Regions from separate parts of the Mus musculus genome. Here all the other regions are linked to region 1. The links are chromatin contacts, called in public HiChIP or PLAC-seq and promoter capture Hi-C maps. All regions are on one chromosome and are shown on one strand. Each heading gives the region's core, a stretch centred on a gene start, on an enhancer-like site or on the middle of the called end of the contact. The rest is flanking DNA. Distances are from core to core; before and after follow the strand shown. Region 1 holds the start of Nim1k (NIM1 serine/threonine protein kinase). Region 2 holds the start of Nnt (nicotinamide nucleotide transhydrogenase). Region 3 holds the start of 4833420G17Rik (RIKEN cDNA 4833420G17 gene).

Evidence for each region. HiChIP or PLAC-seq counts read pairs in DNA pulled down with a chosen protein or histone mark. Capture Hi-C pulls out chosen DNA fragments and counts their contacts.
Region 2: a contact with region 1 is called in a promoter capture Hi-C map of adipose tissue. The contact joins the promoter of Nnt here to the promoter of Nim1k in region 1. A contact is called at or near these places in 5 of 39 promoter capture datasets (embryonic stem cells, liver, pre-B cells and 1 more), 2 of 115 datasets of contacts at active chromatin or transcription factors (both in embryonic stem cells) and 1 of 9 other capture datasets (adipose tissue).
Region 3: a contact with region 1 is called in an H3K4me3 HiChIP or PLAC-seq map of embryonic stem cells, with 5 times the contacts expected there. The contact joins the promoter of 4833420G17Rik here to the promoter of Nim1k in region 1. A contact is called at or near these places in 6 of 39 promoter capture datasets (the C10 cell line, frontonasal cranial neural crest, hippocampal neurons and 2 more), 1 of 484 Hi-C or Micro-C datasets (nephron progenitors), 5 of 115 datasets of contacts at active chromatin or transcription factors (embryonic stem cells and stem cell-derived neural progenitor cells) and 2 of 9 other capture datasets (adipose tissue and liver).

The regions. Positions count from the first base shown.
Region 1 is chr13:119,752,931-119,757,864 of GRCm38.p6, forward strand. Nim1k (NIM1 serine/threonine protein kinase) reads right to left here and starts at 2,952. Exons shown (of 4, transcript NM_175538.3): 1 at 2,765-2,952. Gm41077 (predicted gene, 41077) reads left to right here and starts at 2,463. Exons shown (of 2, transcript NR_168716.1): 1 at 2,463-3,330.
Region 2 is chr13:119,407,089-119,412,022 of GRCm38.p6, forward strand. It overlaps Nnt (nicotinamide nucleotide transhydrogenase), which reads right to left and starts at 2,169. Exons shown (of 17, transcript NM_001308506.1): 1 at 1,815-2,169.
Region 3 is chr13:119,460,770-119,465,703 of GRCm38.p6, forward strand. 4833420G17Rik (RIKEN cDNA 4833420G17 gene) reads left to right here and starts at 1,990. Exons shown (of 13, transcript NM_001113550.1): 1 at 1,990-2,350.

The DNA of each region.
Region 1 (4,934 bases), core at 1,702-4,201:
CTCAATGTTCTCTTCCGTTCACTTTGTCTTAATCTGCTTTCTCCTCCTGGCCTCACAACTTTATTCCTCCCCTGTCCTAAACTCTTCCACTGCCATCCCCCCACCCCCACCCCCGCTTTCTCTCTTTTCTCACCCTGTTTCTCTAAGTCTTGACTGATACCCACCTCCCTAAACTTTCCAAGTGACTTAGATTTTTGTTTTAATTTTCCAGGTGCTTAGCTCAAATCATTTGACTTTGGACTGCACCTTACCCACCTGTGCAAATGGTCAAAAATATCCTACATTACAGTGGCTGAGCTGACCTTGAAGCAATTCAGAGTTATTTAAAAACTATAATAGAGTTCATTCCATCTGTGCACTATTACCATTATAAGTGACTTGGATGTTTTCTTCTGAGATTTATAGCAAATTCTAGAAAACCAACCAATGAGCCAAGGCTCTTTAGTTGTAGAGAAATACAGATTGAAGTTGAAGCCTATTTTAGTTTTTAAGATTCCCCCAAATGAAGCCCTGTATGTGGCTGAAAACATAACTTTACTCAGACAAAATCGTTGTGTTTCCCCCTTTGATACGGTAAGCCTAGAAGCTTCTGAAATTTCCATTCATATGCCATCAATGTGTGGGATTGATGTCTAGAAATAAGAGAAATGGTGGTTGTTGAAGAATTATATTTTTAAAGGCACCAACACTTGTTGAGAAAAATGTTTAGAGTGTGGAACCACGGCTTGTCCCAAATTAAGCTTTCTAAACGAAAACCCTAGAGACAAGTGAGAGCATAGCGTTCTATAACTTATTTGTAGTCCTGACTGGGAAATTTGGACTCTTACAGACCTGTCTTTATTTGAAATGCAGCTTAAATAAAGAAAAGCACACAATTCAGCCCAAAATTCCAGCCACATTGCTCCCTAACAGAAAAAGGTCTTTCTTGAAGGTTTTTCCAGGTTTGCCACCTAATAGCGGTCAGTCCAAAAATAAGTGCTTGAGAGCTGTCCTAAGCACATTCAACAGCCCAGCAAACATCAATCTGGGGAGAGCTGGGCTCAGCTTTCCCTCCAGTAGCCTCTGCCAGGCCCCCCACCTACATCCTCCAGCTCCTAATTAAAAAGCTAATTAGAATTCCACATTTAACCGCTAAATAGAGAGGGCAGTCTAGTCCCAGGCCAGGATTCCTTGAACATCAAACAGCTCCTCTGTCCTCTGTTGGTTCAGTGAGTGTGGGAAGAGAGCTGAGCCCTCAGGACTGGTGGCCATTTGACTTGCTGAAGGGCGCTATGTTTATTCTCATTTGTCTGAGAGGAAAGGTCTGAAGAACAGACTGAAAATTTGGGGGAAAAAAACTTAAACAAAACAAAACACCAAAACATGGCTTAGAGTTTAACTACTTTAAGGAAAAGAAACAAATCTCTTTATGAATTCTGTTATTGTTGTGGCGACGGGAGGGGACATGAGGAGTTCCCTTCAGGAACAGTTCCATCCAGGCAGCCTCTTTAAGTGCAGGGCGCCTTCTTTAGTTACCATGGCAACCAAAATTAGAAGGGCTTTTGCAACACTAACAAAAACCATCTCCTGAAGTGCTTCTGTGAATCACACTGAATGCTGATGATGCAAACTGTGTATGCAGATCTTCAAACATTTTTTTAAAAAATCCCTATTACGATAAACAAATACCTGTTTTACATTCCCGTTTGAAATCGTAACTTGGAACAAATTTTTGTTCCTCTGGGTTTGCTTGTTTCCCTTCTGGATACCCCAGGCCCCAGAGTGCAAATGTGATTTGTTTAGTTTCCAAACTTGTCTGAATTTCACAGCGAGCAGCAGTTAGAATGTGATTCATTTGTCCTTATTTTGAAATGGAGTGTGTGTGTGTGTGTGTGTGTGTGTGTGTGTGTGTGTGTGTGTGTGTGTGTGTGTGTGTGTTGGCAGGGGGTGGGAGGAGTGTTTAACATAGAGCACTCTTGTCTACTACACTCCGGAAGGGGGAACTGAAAAAGGAAGGGAGAGAAAGGGTGAGGTAGAGTGAAGAGAAGAGGAAGAGAGGGAAAGGGGACAGTCAATCTCTTGGCCTCTCCTTCGGAATCCATGGGTTCTGCTTGCAGAGTTTTAAAGACCCTGTGGAAGTCTCTTCCTGGTTGTATCTCCAGGTCCTCTATTTCCATTATAATAATCCTAGAGAGGTGCCTGGGAAGAGAAATGAGGCTCCTCCTTACTTTGTTGGATCTTCCCAAAGAAGCACCTTTCTCTAGGGGAGGATTCTGGTGTATGGTGTCCTTGAGGGTTCATGCCACCACCACCCCTCCCCCGGGCCACAGCTGTGAGAAGTTAAGTCCGCTCCTAATCCAGGTCACACAGGTGCTCAGCCCTAGTTACAAACTAACGGATTTGGGCTGGCGCCTGGCTCTTGTGGTTCAGAGAACCGGTGTGGGCATGCGAGACGCTAGGCTGCCCTCTGGCTCACGTGTGACACAGATAGGCACGGGTGACACTGCCCGGTGCACACAGAGGGGTGCACACACGCGCCCAGACCAGGGCATCTCATACAGGGGCGGGAGCCTGCGCCTTGGTGTCAATGTCCCCTTCTGCAGAGTGCTGATGGACTCGGTGGACGTCCCCAGGAGCACTTAACCTTCTCCTAACCCCACTTCAACCGCCACCGGGGCCAGAATTCGTGTCTCCCTTTCTCCCTTGAGATCCCGGATCTGCTTCTTTCTAGCTCAGAGGTGGCGAGGCTAGCGTGACCCAGGCGCTGGCGACGAGCCCCGCTTACCTCGGTCCGGAGGCCGCCTGGGGAGCTCGATGCGCGGCCAGGCGAGGAGCAGAGTGGCAGACGCTGGCACAAGCTCCTGTGTCCCGGGGCGCAGACGTCTGGGTCGCTCCTACGGCAGCAGATCTGACCCACAGGGCCGTGGCAAACCCCGTTGCCTGTCTGCGCCTGGCTCCGCCACCAGAGCCGAGGGCTTCGCAGCGTCCTGAACAGGACCAATCCTGAGCGGGGGGTTGGCTCTGGGGAGCAGGGAAAGGAGACTGGATGGTCACTGCGACGGGAAGCCGGCCTGGACCTGGCAGGCTGGTTTCTATGGCAGCCAGGAGGGAGGAGCGGAAGAGAGGGGAGTGTGTAGTTGTGTGGCAAGGGGACACCCACTGCAGACTTTCCGGGAGGGGGTTTGGGCCTAGAGTGACGATGGGAAGCAGAGACACAGCAGAAAGCGACTCAACTTAACACCTTGCCGGAACAGCCCCTGCGCGCTCTCATTCCTTCCTTCCGCGACACTATCCTGTAATCCTTCCAACAGAGCAGAGACTTCCAGCAAAGCACCGCGACAGCTCCTCCGGGTGAGTAGCAGGGCTTTTAAGCTCTGCAGAAAGAAGTGCTTCTGTCGCCCTCTGCCCCATCCCTTGTATACACATCAGGCCTAGTTCTCAGGGTGCCACCTAGTCGCGGCCCTCTTATTGCTTGTCTACTCCCTGCTGTGATATCCTGGCTGGTGGTGGGTGCCAAATGATGTTTTTCTAGTTTACGATCTAGGAAGCTAGGCCGTTGAATTGAATGTAGAGCAGGGAATTTGATACAGATGCCACAGAACATAGAAGATAATTCCTGGAGTTAACATGCTTTATTTAATAGAGGGGGAAAGCCAGTTCCTGTCACAGAGGGCTTAATGGCTGAGCCAGACCTAAGAGTCTAAGTTCAGCTCTGTGAGCAGTCTGCCCACTTTCTCTTACCGCCCACCGCGTGTATCCCTGGATGCCAGGGCAAAACTACAAGAATCAAGATAATCGACATCTAAAATTTTTATGAGGCAGAAGTTGTGGGTCTAGAAGAGTCTGTTTTATTTATTTTTCTCTATTTGCCAGACAGTGTATTAAATAATTTTACAAAGACTCTTCACAGCAATGTGAGAAGTTCTGATATTACCGTCCCTTGCTTTAGCAGATAAATAAACTGAAGCAAAGACAGACATAGGCTTCAGTTAAGGTCCCCAACCTGTGGAACGCTGGGGCTGGGACTGGAACCCAAGCACTGGGACTCCAGACATACTCAGACCTTTCTTTGCTGCTGCCTCCTGCGTGTTCCTTAAAGGGGTCAGGAACAGTAAAGAGCAAGACCAAAAACCTTGGACAGCTCCATGCACAGAATCACGTGCAAGGGAAGCCCAGGGACGGAAAGGACTGCTTCCCCAACCCAGTCAGTTGATAAGGAAGGATTCTCCATCTTTTTTTTTTTTTTTTTTTTTTTATACTGTAGCTTTCTTTTTTTTTTTTAATTTTTTTTTTTAATTTATTTATTACATGTTAGTACACTGTAGCTATCTTCAGACACACCAGAAGAGGGCATCAGATCTCATTACAGATGGTTGTGAGCCACCATGTGGTTGCTGGGATTTGAACTCTGGACCTTCGGAAGAGCAGTCGGGTGCTCTTACCCACTGAGCCATCTCACCAGCCCCAGGATTCTCCATCTTAAAATACATAAACAAACAAACAATCTTGAAGTAGTGCATACCACCAGTCTATTTTCTTTCTATAACAATAAAATGAAAGCAAAAACATCACATTAAAAAAAAAGATTAGAAAGGCCCTTTGAGTCTTGAAAAATGACAGTACATAGGATAAAATTCTATAGGAAAATTATATAGAAATCTAGACCCTCAAATCCCAGGCCAGACATACAGCTACAGACACACAACTCACATTCGATGCCCCAACAGAGCAAGGGAAACATAGGTCAGCAATTGCTTCGAAAGTGTGCTTCCCGGGTCCCATCCCGCCAGCCTCCTGCATTTTCACTTTTAAGTGACTTTCAACCTTCCTAATGCTGCAACCCTTTAATGCAGTTCCTCAGGCTGTGGTCACCCCCCCTCCCCCACACATAAAACTATTTCATTGGTACTTCCTAACTGTAATTTTGCTACTTCTATGAATCATGATGTGAAAAT
Region 2 (4,934 bases), core at 919-3,418, 350 kb before region 1:
GCAAAATTACAGTTATGATGTAGCAACAAAACTAATTTTATGTTTGGGGATCACCACAACATAAGGAACCGTATTAAAGGGTCCAAAGCATTAGGAAGGTTGAAAACCAGCACTCTAGAGTCTAGGGAAAGCACCTGATCTAGCAAAAGAAGACAGTAAAGAGATTAGAGTATACTCTGGGTTGGAATCCGCTTCTCTACCTTTATCCAGATGTGTCCTTCTCAAATCACCCAGCTTCTCTGTCTTTAAGGTCAGAATTATAGTAAAAACCTACCTCATAAAGGTCTGAGGATTAAAGTAGCAAAGTGCCCTGATCACTGGTTTGTAGAGAGGATTAAAGAACTCAAGATCCTGGTGAGTTACTCCATTCACTTTGTTATTTTTCATGGCCCACTGCTTTGCATTAAACAGAGTAAGTCAGCTAATACTTTTTGACTGAACACTTAAATAACTAGGGCTGGGTATCCTGAGGCCATTCCACAATATATTTCTGAAACAGTTTCCAGACTCTTCCTTTGAAAATAAAAACTTTGTATAGCCTCGTAGAAAACTGGCCCTATCTGTTTGCTTATACTAGAATAATCCAAAACTGTCCCTTCAATAAATTAAAAAAAAAAAAAAAAGAAAGAATGAAAATGGAGCTGGGGTGGTAGCTCATGATTGTAAATGCCAGCATCGGAGAGGTTAAGGCAGGAGGAGCAACTCAAGTTCAAAGCCAGCCTAGGCTACACATAGAAGTTCGTTCAAGCCAGCCAAGGCTACAGACCGAGATCTTCCTCGTCTCGAAATAAAAAAGTATAATAAGAATAATAAAGTAAGAAAGGAAAAATAACCAAGATTTGCCCAAAAAAGGGGGTTCAGTGGGCAAGCAAGCCCCATGCCTCCAAAGTTTTCTAAGGACTGCACACTACCGTAGGACAAATAAAGGGCACCTGCAAGCATAAACAAAGTCATGCTTTTAAAAGCTAGGCATACCAACAAGGACACAATACCCTATCCTGGCAGGCAGCGTGACCTCTCCCAAAGCCACTGCAGCCATGGCTCCTGTCACAGGTGCTGCCCCTCCCTCAGCAACTAAACTGCCACCCTCTGGCACGTGCAGCTGGACCGCTATTTATAACCTCCTGTGGAAGCCCATTGGCTCTGGCTACATAGTAGTTATTGTGCCTCTCAAGTTTGAACCAGCTCTGGCCAGAACTACACCCTGACCTCTAATAGAGCCCACCGTGACTTACCAATCCAAACCCCTTTTTCTCAGTATTCAGAAACTACCACCAGTCAGCCCGGACCTACAGTCACATCTTTTCCTATACACCTAACTGGACACCCCGCCTGAACACTCTCAAAGTTCAAGTACAACTTAGGAGCGCCCAGCTGTCATTCTTCTAGGTAAACCATTCATCGAAAGTCCTCTACGACCTCTCTTCCAGTCCCTCTAAGGGCCAAAATGACTACGTACAACTTTTGCAGCCCTTGCCCCCACCCCACCCCCACCCCAGGATCCAAGATCTGCACCTGCACAGCTGTCACTTGCTTACTTTGTCTTCTGCCGGGACTCCGTTCCCACCTCTACCCTCTCACTCCTTTCCATGTCACCCCAATAGAACGCACACACAAAAGGAGCCCCGAGGCATATACCGCATTCCTTCTCCGTCAGTCTCCTGCAGGAGCCTCTGCGCCCCACTTGCTAGACACAGCCGACCCCGCCCCCCTGCTGCTCTCTCTCGGGTCCCCTTCGCCGAGGGACCGGGGATCTGCGCTGGCTGCCCGCCTTTTCCAGCAGCCCCTAGGCGCTGCAGGGCTGGTTGGCTCACCTGGACCGGCAGGCGGGACAGATGGCGACCCCGGGCTGCGAGCAAACGCCACGCCGAGCTAGCAGACCCGGGGTTGGCCCGCGGCGTTGTGCCTCCAACCCGGAAGAACAGCCCCAACTTTGAGGCGGCGGCGGCGACCACGTGACACAGGGCTGCCTAGACCCGGACCCGCGCCCCCTTTCGGCACCCCTTCTCCCCCTCCCCGAGCCTCCTGCCAAACCCGCTTGGCCCGATCGCCAGTCTGCAAAGGAGAAAAAGACTCCACCAGATGCACGCTTACAGCGCAGCAGCTGGTCCCCTCCGGGTGGCCGCTGAAGCCCCTTTGTCTCTGCCAGGGCCCCAGGCCCGCAGCCCCGCCCCCTTGCTCTTGCTCAATCGGCCTCTGTCAATCAAACCCGATGCCAAGCACTGCAACTCAAGTTTTTAGGAATTCGTACCTCTTCTTTCCCCCCAGGAGACTAAGTTACAAAGTGTGATTTCCTCACCGGTCTCCCAGCAGAGCAAATAAACGGATACTATAACTCCACTCTTGGGCCGGACTTTTCCTCTAACTCTCTAGGAAAAAAAAAAAAAAAAAATCCGAACTTCTGTAACTGGAGAAGACTTAGGCGGGAGGAAGCCGAGGGCGGGAATGGGGGCGTTGTTTTTCCATTCTGGACGGGGGTGGGGTTAAATTCCTCACAAACGAAGTCAAGGCCTGAAAATGAACACACACATGTGCATATTTGGCTTCAACAGCGAGGCCAGCCAAGAGGAAACCCTGCGCTACTATTAACATAGGCAGTGTCTAGAATGTAATTGTAGTTGACGTCCCTGTTAAGGTTCCTGATTAAGGAAATCAAAACATAACGACCTAGTTATTGGTTAGTGATTAGATTCTGTTACTTGCTCTGCAGGTACACTGATTAAACTTACCCAGCGCTGAGTCTAAAGGAAACGTCAGTGTAAGATTGTTTGTTTGCTTGCTTGCTTGCTTTTAATTTTTTTTTTAAGATTTATTTATTTATTATATGTAAGTACACTGTAGCTGTCTTCAGACACTCCAGAAGAGGGCGTCAGATCTTGTTACAGATGGTTGTGAGCCACCATGTGGTTGCTGGGATTTGAACTCCTGACCTTCGGGAGAGCAGTCGGGTGCTCTTACCCACTGAGCCATCTCACCAGCCCCTTGCTTTTAATTTAACTGAAATATTTTAACAGGCAGAAGAAAAAAAAAAAAAACAGACATTCAGTATCTTTTAAAAATAAGTGAACCACAGAGAACCCCTTATTTAGAGAATGCCTTGTGTTTTATACAGCAGAAAGGGTCATTGGGCTACTGGACTCCGCACAGCAATCTGGAGTAAACTCTTCCGGTGGCAGAAGAACTGGAAGGCAGGAAAGGACTCGGCCCGGTGTTTTAAAATAATAATCGTAAGTCAACAGATAGTAATACTGCAGGTACAATGAGGCAAGTCCTTAACCATTTTAAACTCTTTTGTGCTGCGGACTGTGTGGTAAGTAGTTCGGAGTTCACGTGCAAGGCTTTTCTACAATCAGCAAGTCTAGCCTTGAAGGGCATCTGCCTTCATACTCTATGTTTTCCAATGCTTTCTTTCTTAGTGTTGTTTTTGTTACTCCCCCTCCCCTCATTTTGAGTAGCATTCCCCTGTCCTGCTCCTTCCTCTGCCTCCTACCTCTCTAATGGAACTGTTCCACAATCATTTTTACACAGTGTTCTACCATCCCTCCTTCCTTAAGGGAACTCTCCACCCCACTGGCCCTTTTCTGGTTTCCTGACGTACTCCAAATACACAAAACTAATGAACTGAAGTTACCTTGCTCTTTATAATATTTCCAGTTTCACCCATTTAGCTGCAAGTTTCATAATTTCATTTTCCTTAATAGCTGGATAAAATGACATTCTGTACATATACCACATTTTCATTATCCATTCATTAGTCGATGTACATCTGGACTGATTCTGCTTTCTAGCTATTGTGTATAGATCAGCAGTGAACATGGATGTACAAGTGAGTGTCCCTGTAGGAGAATATAGATTCCTTGGTGTCTTAGCCAGTGTTCTGTTGCTGTGAACGGACGCCATGACCACGGCAACATTTATAAGAAAAATGATTTAATTGGAGCTTGCTTACAGTTCCAGAAGTTTAATCCATTGTCATCATGAAGGGAAGTATGGTGGCAGGCAGACAGAAGCAGCTGAAAGTTTTACATCTGGATCGGCAGACAGCCTGAAGAGCCAGACACTGGGTCTGGGTTGAGCTTTTGAATCCCCAAGGCCCACTCCCATGCTTCCTCCACCAAGGCCACACCTACTCCAAAAAGGCCACACCTCCTAATCCCTCTCAAGTAATGCCACTCCTTAATTCAAACTCGTGGCATTCAAACACATGAACCTATGGAGTTCACTTCTATTCAAGCCAACACACTTAAGGTACATGCCCAGAAGTGGCAAGGCTGAGTCATACTTCAAGGTCCTTGGAGGAACCTCCAGACTGATTTCTAGAGTGGCTGCACGAGCTTACACTCCCATCAGCAGTGTCTGAGGGTTCCCATTTCCCTGAATCCAGGTCAACATTAGGATACACAAATTAAATCCTGTCAAATGTAGAAGACTTTTAGGCCAACAGAGGTTTAAAGATAGTGTTATCTTCTAGAAAATTCATCAGGTCCAAAAACTGTAACATACCATTACATCAGCTTTAAAGTCTGAAAATCAAAGAGGTACCTAATAGTCAAAAAATTAAAGTGTAAACTGAAGCTGAGATGTGCTACTAAATGTTGTGTTTTACCCTGGTGCTATCTGTATTTTGATGTTAATTCTGGGGTTGTCCGCCAACAAAGAGTGATCTTATTGAGCCTTCTCCCCATTCTAACCGGTCAAATAAAGGCCAGAGCCTATGATTGGGCAGTGGAAGGGAAAGGTGGGACTGGGGGATCTCAAAAGGAGAGAGGAGTAGGAAGAGAGAGGACGGAGGAAGAGGAGGTGGAAACCTGTGTGGAACAGAACCACATGGTCTGGAGAAACTGCAAGTAACAAGGGGTCTCATCGCAGGAGAATTAATCAGTATAGAGATAGATCGGCCCAATCTAGGCATATAGCTTATAAATATATTAACT
Region 3 (4,934 bases), core at 740-3,239, 290 kb before region 1:
GAAATTGAACTCAGGTCCTCCGGAAGATCAGCCAGTGCTCTTAGCCACTGAGTCATCTCTCCAGCCCCCTTAACATTCTAATGTCACATTTCTTTTAAATCTTCAACTAACAGCCATTGATCTCCAGGTGGGTATCTCCTAATTCCAACCAAATCTTACAATTTTCACCAAATGAATTTAGAAGATTTAAATCTAGCTCAAACTTTTCCTAAATTTATTTTTTTATAACCTCTTCCGCCTTTCCTAAACCAGGAAATTGGGTTGTTTTAGAGTCTTTTCTCCGAAGTCCCAGGTCCAGTAATTCCCAAGAATATAATTAACTCTCCTGCTGGAACTGCTGTCTTCTTAGTATTGAGAACCTACATTCTAGGGGTTCTCTCCTGTTTACCCTTTGCTGCCCACAATCCATTCCCCATCAGCAATCCCAGTAATCTTTCAAAACATGAAATCCCGTGTAGCAGAAATTCCATTCGGGTTCTCAAACATTAGATGGGGAAAGGGTGGGGGTAGAAAACAGCTACACAATGTACAGTACATACTGTCACAGGTCATTAAGAAATAAGACTGTGGTTGGGCGGTGGTGGCGCATGCCTTTAGCCCCAGCACTCGGGAGGCAGAGGCAGGCGGATTTCTGAGTTCGAGGCCAGCCTGGTCTACAAAGTGAGTTCCAGGACAACCAGGGCTACACAGAGAAACCCTGTCTCAAAAAAAGAAAGAAAGAGAAAGAAAGGAAGGAAGGAAGGAAGGAAAAGAAAAGAAAAAAGAAAGGAAGGAAGGAAGACTGTTATCTGTCCAAGGATGTCTTTACTTAAGATCATTCTTTGTATCAGTATATTTTCAAGTGATGGCTAATTGAAGAGTTAGATCCTGTTTTCCCAATCCCTTACTGATAGCTTTGCTTAAAGCTCTTGCACTAAACAAATATTCCTAATAAAGCTTTTTTGTTAGTTTGTTTTTTAAGAAAAAGTTGCCTGGAGATTTTTAAATTTAGAATCAGCAAATTTCTTCGAGTCTGGCTCCATCCATAATGACCTGGCCATACTACCTCAGGCCTCCTTCCTCCCTGATCATGCTTCAACCCCTTAAAGAGACATCATCTTTCCCTTGGACTGCTTGGAGTTGTAACAGAGCCTTGACCTTTGCTTGTACTTAGCAAGTACCTATTTAAAACTCCAGATTTGGAGCTCTGGCCATATGGATAATGTCCTTGTGGAGAGATCTGCCCCCCCCCCCTTGCTCTGAGCTCACCCTCATACTGAGGGCAATAGGCAGCACAAAGAGGTCTGCTTTACTACCAAGAGTGTCTTGTGGACAGTCTATAATCTGGATGCAATACTATTTTTAGGCAGGGCAAAGCCAGGAAGATGGTGAAGCACATCTTTAATCCCAGCACTAGGGAGGTAGAGGCAGACAGATCTCTGAGTTCGAGGTCAGCTGGGTCTACAGAGCGAGTTCCAAGACAGCCAGGTTTACACAGACCCTGTTTCAAAAACAAACTAAACAAAACAAAACCCAAAAAAACTCAAACCTCAGATTTTAGTGGAAGTATTTTCTCAGACTCTATTCTCTCATAGATCGCTGTGTTTTTTAGTTTAGGAACACTCATAACTAATAGAATATTTTGTCCCCCCAGTCATTCTCCAATCCCCATCCTGACCCCAGTGAATTGGGCTAATCCGCAGCGTATTTTGCTGACGTCGTACGCATGTCTAATGGCAATAGATTAAGAATTAGAAGACATTTTCTGGCACCTCTTAAAACAAGTGGTCTTTGTCTTCGATTACTTTTAAAGAATTTTAAAGCTCCGCTAACACCTATCCTGTGACAGTGTCGCCTGGTAAAACTGGTCTATAACCCTAATCCCCACGGAAACTCGGCGCTTCCGTGCCGACACTGAGCACCCGATACGTGGAGACCAGAGTCCAACCCGGAAAACCGGTCTTTTCCGGAACTGCTCTTTGCAATGGAAGAGGCGGGACTTCCGGCTTCGCTTTTCCGGAGACCGCCCCTTCCTCTCGGTGCGGGAGGCTCCAACTGCTGCCTCGCTTTGTGTTTTGTTTGTTTGTGTTTTGTTTGTTTGTGTTTTGTTCCTCGCGTCGCCGATGCTGCCCCAGAGGACTGGACCGGTGTTTCAACCGAAACACTTCTTGTATCCGTGTTTTTCCGTAGATGTGATTATTTTTCTTCCTCAAGAAATGCTTCTCGGTAGTTAATACATTACGGAAGGAACCGTGGAGAAGCGCTACGCAAACAGCACAGTTCGTGCCACTTGAGCAAAATAGAGGTCGGTCGGAGGCCGAGGTTGCCCTCCCTTCCAGGTGCAGAACAACTTCGCAGCCCACAGCCGCCGGTGAGTGTTGCAAGTTTGGCGGTGGTCTTGCTGAGGGTGTTTTCCCGCCCCCTTCTCTTTCCCCGGGTTTGTTTTGAAAAAAAAAACGAGCCTTCAACATGCAGAGGAGGGTTTTCGGTTCGTTATCCCCCAGACCTAACGTGTTGAATGGTGAGAGTGCAAACGTGAATAAAACGATGCAAAGCACCAATTTGCTCTTAAAATACCAGGTAGAGCTATGCGTGTGTGCACATACGTCTCTTCGTCTGTAATCACGGTGTTTGCTTATTGGCGTTGCAAGGATTTAAACAAGTGACGTAAAGCAGTTACTGTGGTCTTACCTGTGGGAAGTTAACCCGTGACGGCAATATAGAGATGCACTGAAGACAGACGAAATGGGAGAAAGATAGTTGTAGTAAATAAGAGTTCAGCTTCCAACAAAAGGAGATAAAGGGCCAAATTCAAGCGAGATTTTAAAAAGCAATAGAAAGCTAGTTACAGGCAGAAAGCATCGTGATGACAGTGGTGTCATCAACGCATATCGTGAACTCAAGGGGAAGAATTTAAATATTTATTCTTTCTGTATTTGATGAAAGTTTATTTGTCCAACAGCTTTCTTTGCCTAGTACTATTTGAGGTCCCAGTGATACATTTGTAAATAAGACAGGAGAGATCTGTTTTGTCTGAGTTTCTATCCTGGTGGGAGGTACTGATAAAGTCTATGAGGACAAAAGATATGTTAGGATAGCAATTATGGATGGAGTAGTTTAGCTTAGGTGATAAAGTTGGGCCTTGGTGCAAGTGGTATTTGTGTTGAGATGTGAGTTCTGATGAAGAGTTTGTGATATGATAAGCAAGGAGACGACAAGCTAGACAGAGAGAGCAGGGCAAAGTTCCTGAGATGAGAAACACCTTCTTTCAAGAGCAATCTCTACAAAGCCAGTGTGATTAAAATGATCAGAACAAGGGAATTAGGAAGTGACATTTGGAGAAAGTGGTGGGCTAGCCTGTGTGGCCTCTGCAGGCTGTAGTGTAGGACTATTGATCTAATTCTGTGTGCAAATAACTAGGATTAATGGGCTCCAGCTAAAGAATGGATTTAGGGGATGCTGCAGAAATCTGCTTTTGGTGGGAGTGCTTTTGTTATAGTTTAATCAGATTCTGTTTCTCTATGGAACAAAGACATAGAAGTCTATGCTGCTACCGGTAGCCTGAATTGTGCGTACCTTATTTGCATATTTAAAAATAAAAAAAAAGATGAGGATGAAAGTAACCATCGTTATTAGGTAAGGTCTTGAAGAGTCTTTGATTTAAGTAATCAATAAGAATGATTAAAGTAACAACAGAGATGGCAGTAGAGAAGAAACCCTTACTAACTGTCTTAGTTAGGGTTTTACTGCTGTGAACAGACACCATGACCAAGGCAAGTCTTATAAAAACAACATTTAATTGGGGCTGGCTTACAGGTTCAGGCCATTATCATCAAGGTGGGAGCATGGCAGTATCCAGGCAGGCATGGCGCAGGAGGAGCTGAGAGTTCTATGTCTTCATCCAAAGGCTGCTAGTGGAAGACTGACCTCCAGGCAACTAGGGTGAGGATCTTATACCCACACCCACAGTGACACACCCATTCCAACCAGGTCATACCTATTCCAACAAGGCCACACCTTCAGATGGTGCCACTCCCTGGTCCAAGGATATACAAACCATCACACTAACCTAAAGTGGGGTTGGAGGAGGATGGAGGGAAGAGTTTGGGAGAGGGGACAATCTACAACTTAGTCACAGACCAAGTAGGTCTAGTAGGATGAGGTCTTAAGATATTAGTACAAAGACATTGATGGCCATTGTGGATGGATTAATGCCAGTGGAAAGGCAGAGGAGAAAGCCAGGTCGTAATAGCATGAAGATTAGTAAGAGGTGCTAGCAAGGAGGGGTTTACTGTACTTTATTGATAGGAAATTGACATGAACTCAGTAGTATTGTCTCTGAACAGTGTTCTGTTGTTGTTTTGGACTGGTGAGACTGAAAATACAGGAGACAGGGTTTGTGTTAGAAAAGAATTGACATTCACAAGATTTACTGGGACCTTACAAGGCAGCTTTCGTAGTGCTAGGCACTGTCATGGGTATTTTCTCACTTAAACCTACAGCAGTCCTGTGTAACCCGCTCATTTTACAGATAACAGACATCCCTAGGCATCTGCCTAGCAAAGAGTGGCGCATAAGCGAAGCCCTCCACCACCACCGCACAGTTATGGAAAGCATAGTAAAAACAGGCATTTTGGTGGTAAGAAATGAAATAGAAGAAGTGAGAATACATTGAAGAGACTGGATTAACTACTTGCTTAGTTCCGGACTGGGGAGCAGTGTATTCTGATATTTGTATATTTTCATGGTCTTTTCTTTTGGCCTGTGGTTTGCATGTGTTAAAACTGATTTGCTGTGTTTTTATTTTATTTTTATGTATTATTATTACTCTATGTATGTATGATGTATGAGTGCGGGCATGCATATTTTTGCTACAACTTTGTTCTCACTTTTCCACGGTGAATTCCAGAGATGCAGTTCAGTTCATCAGACCTGCATGCCAAGAATCTTCACGT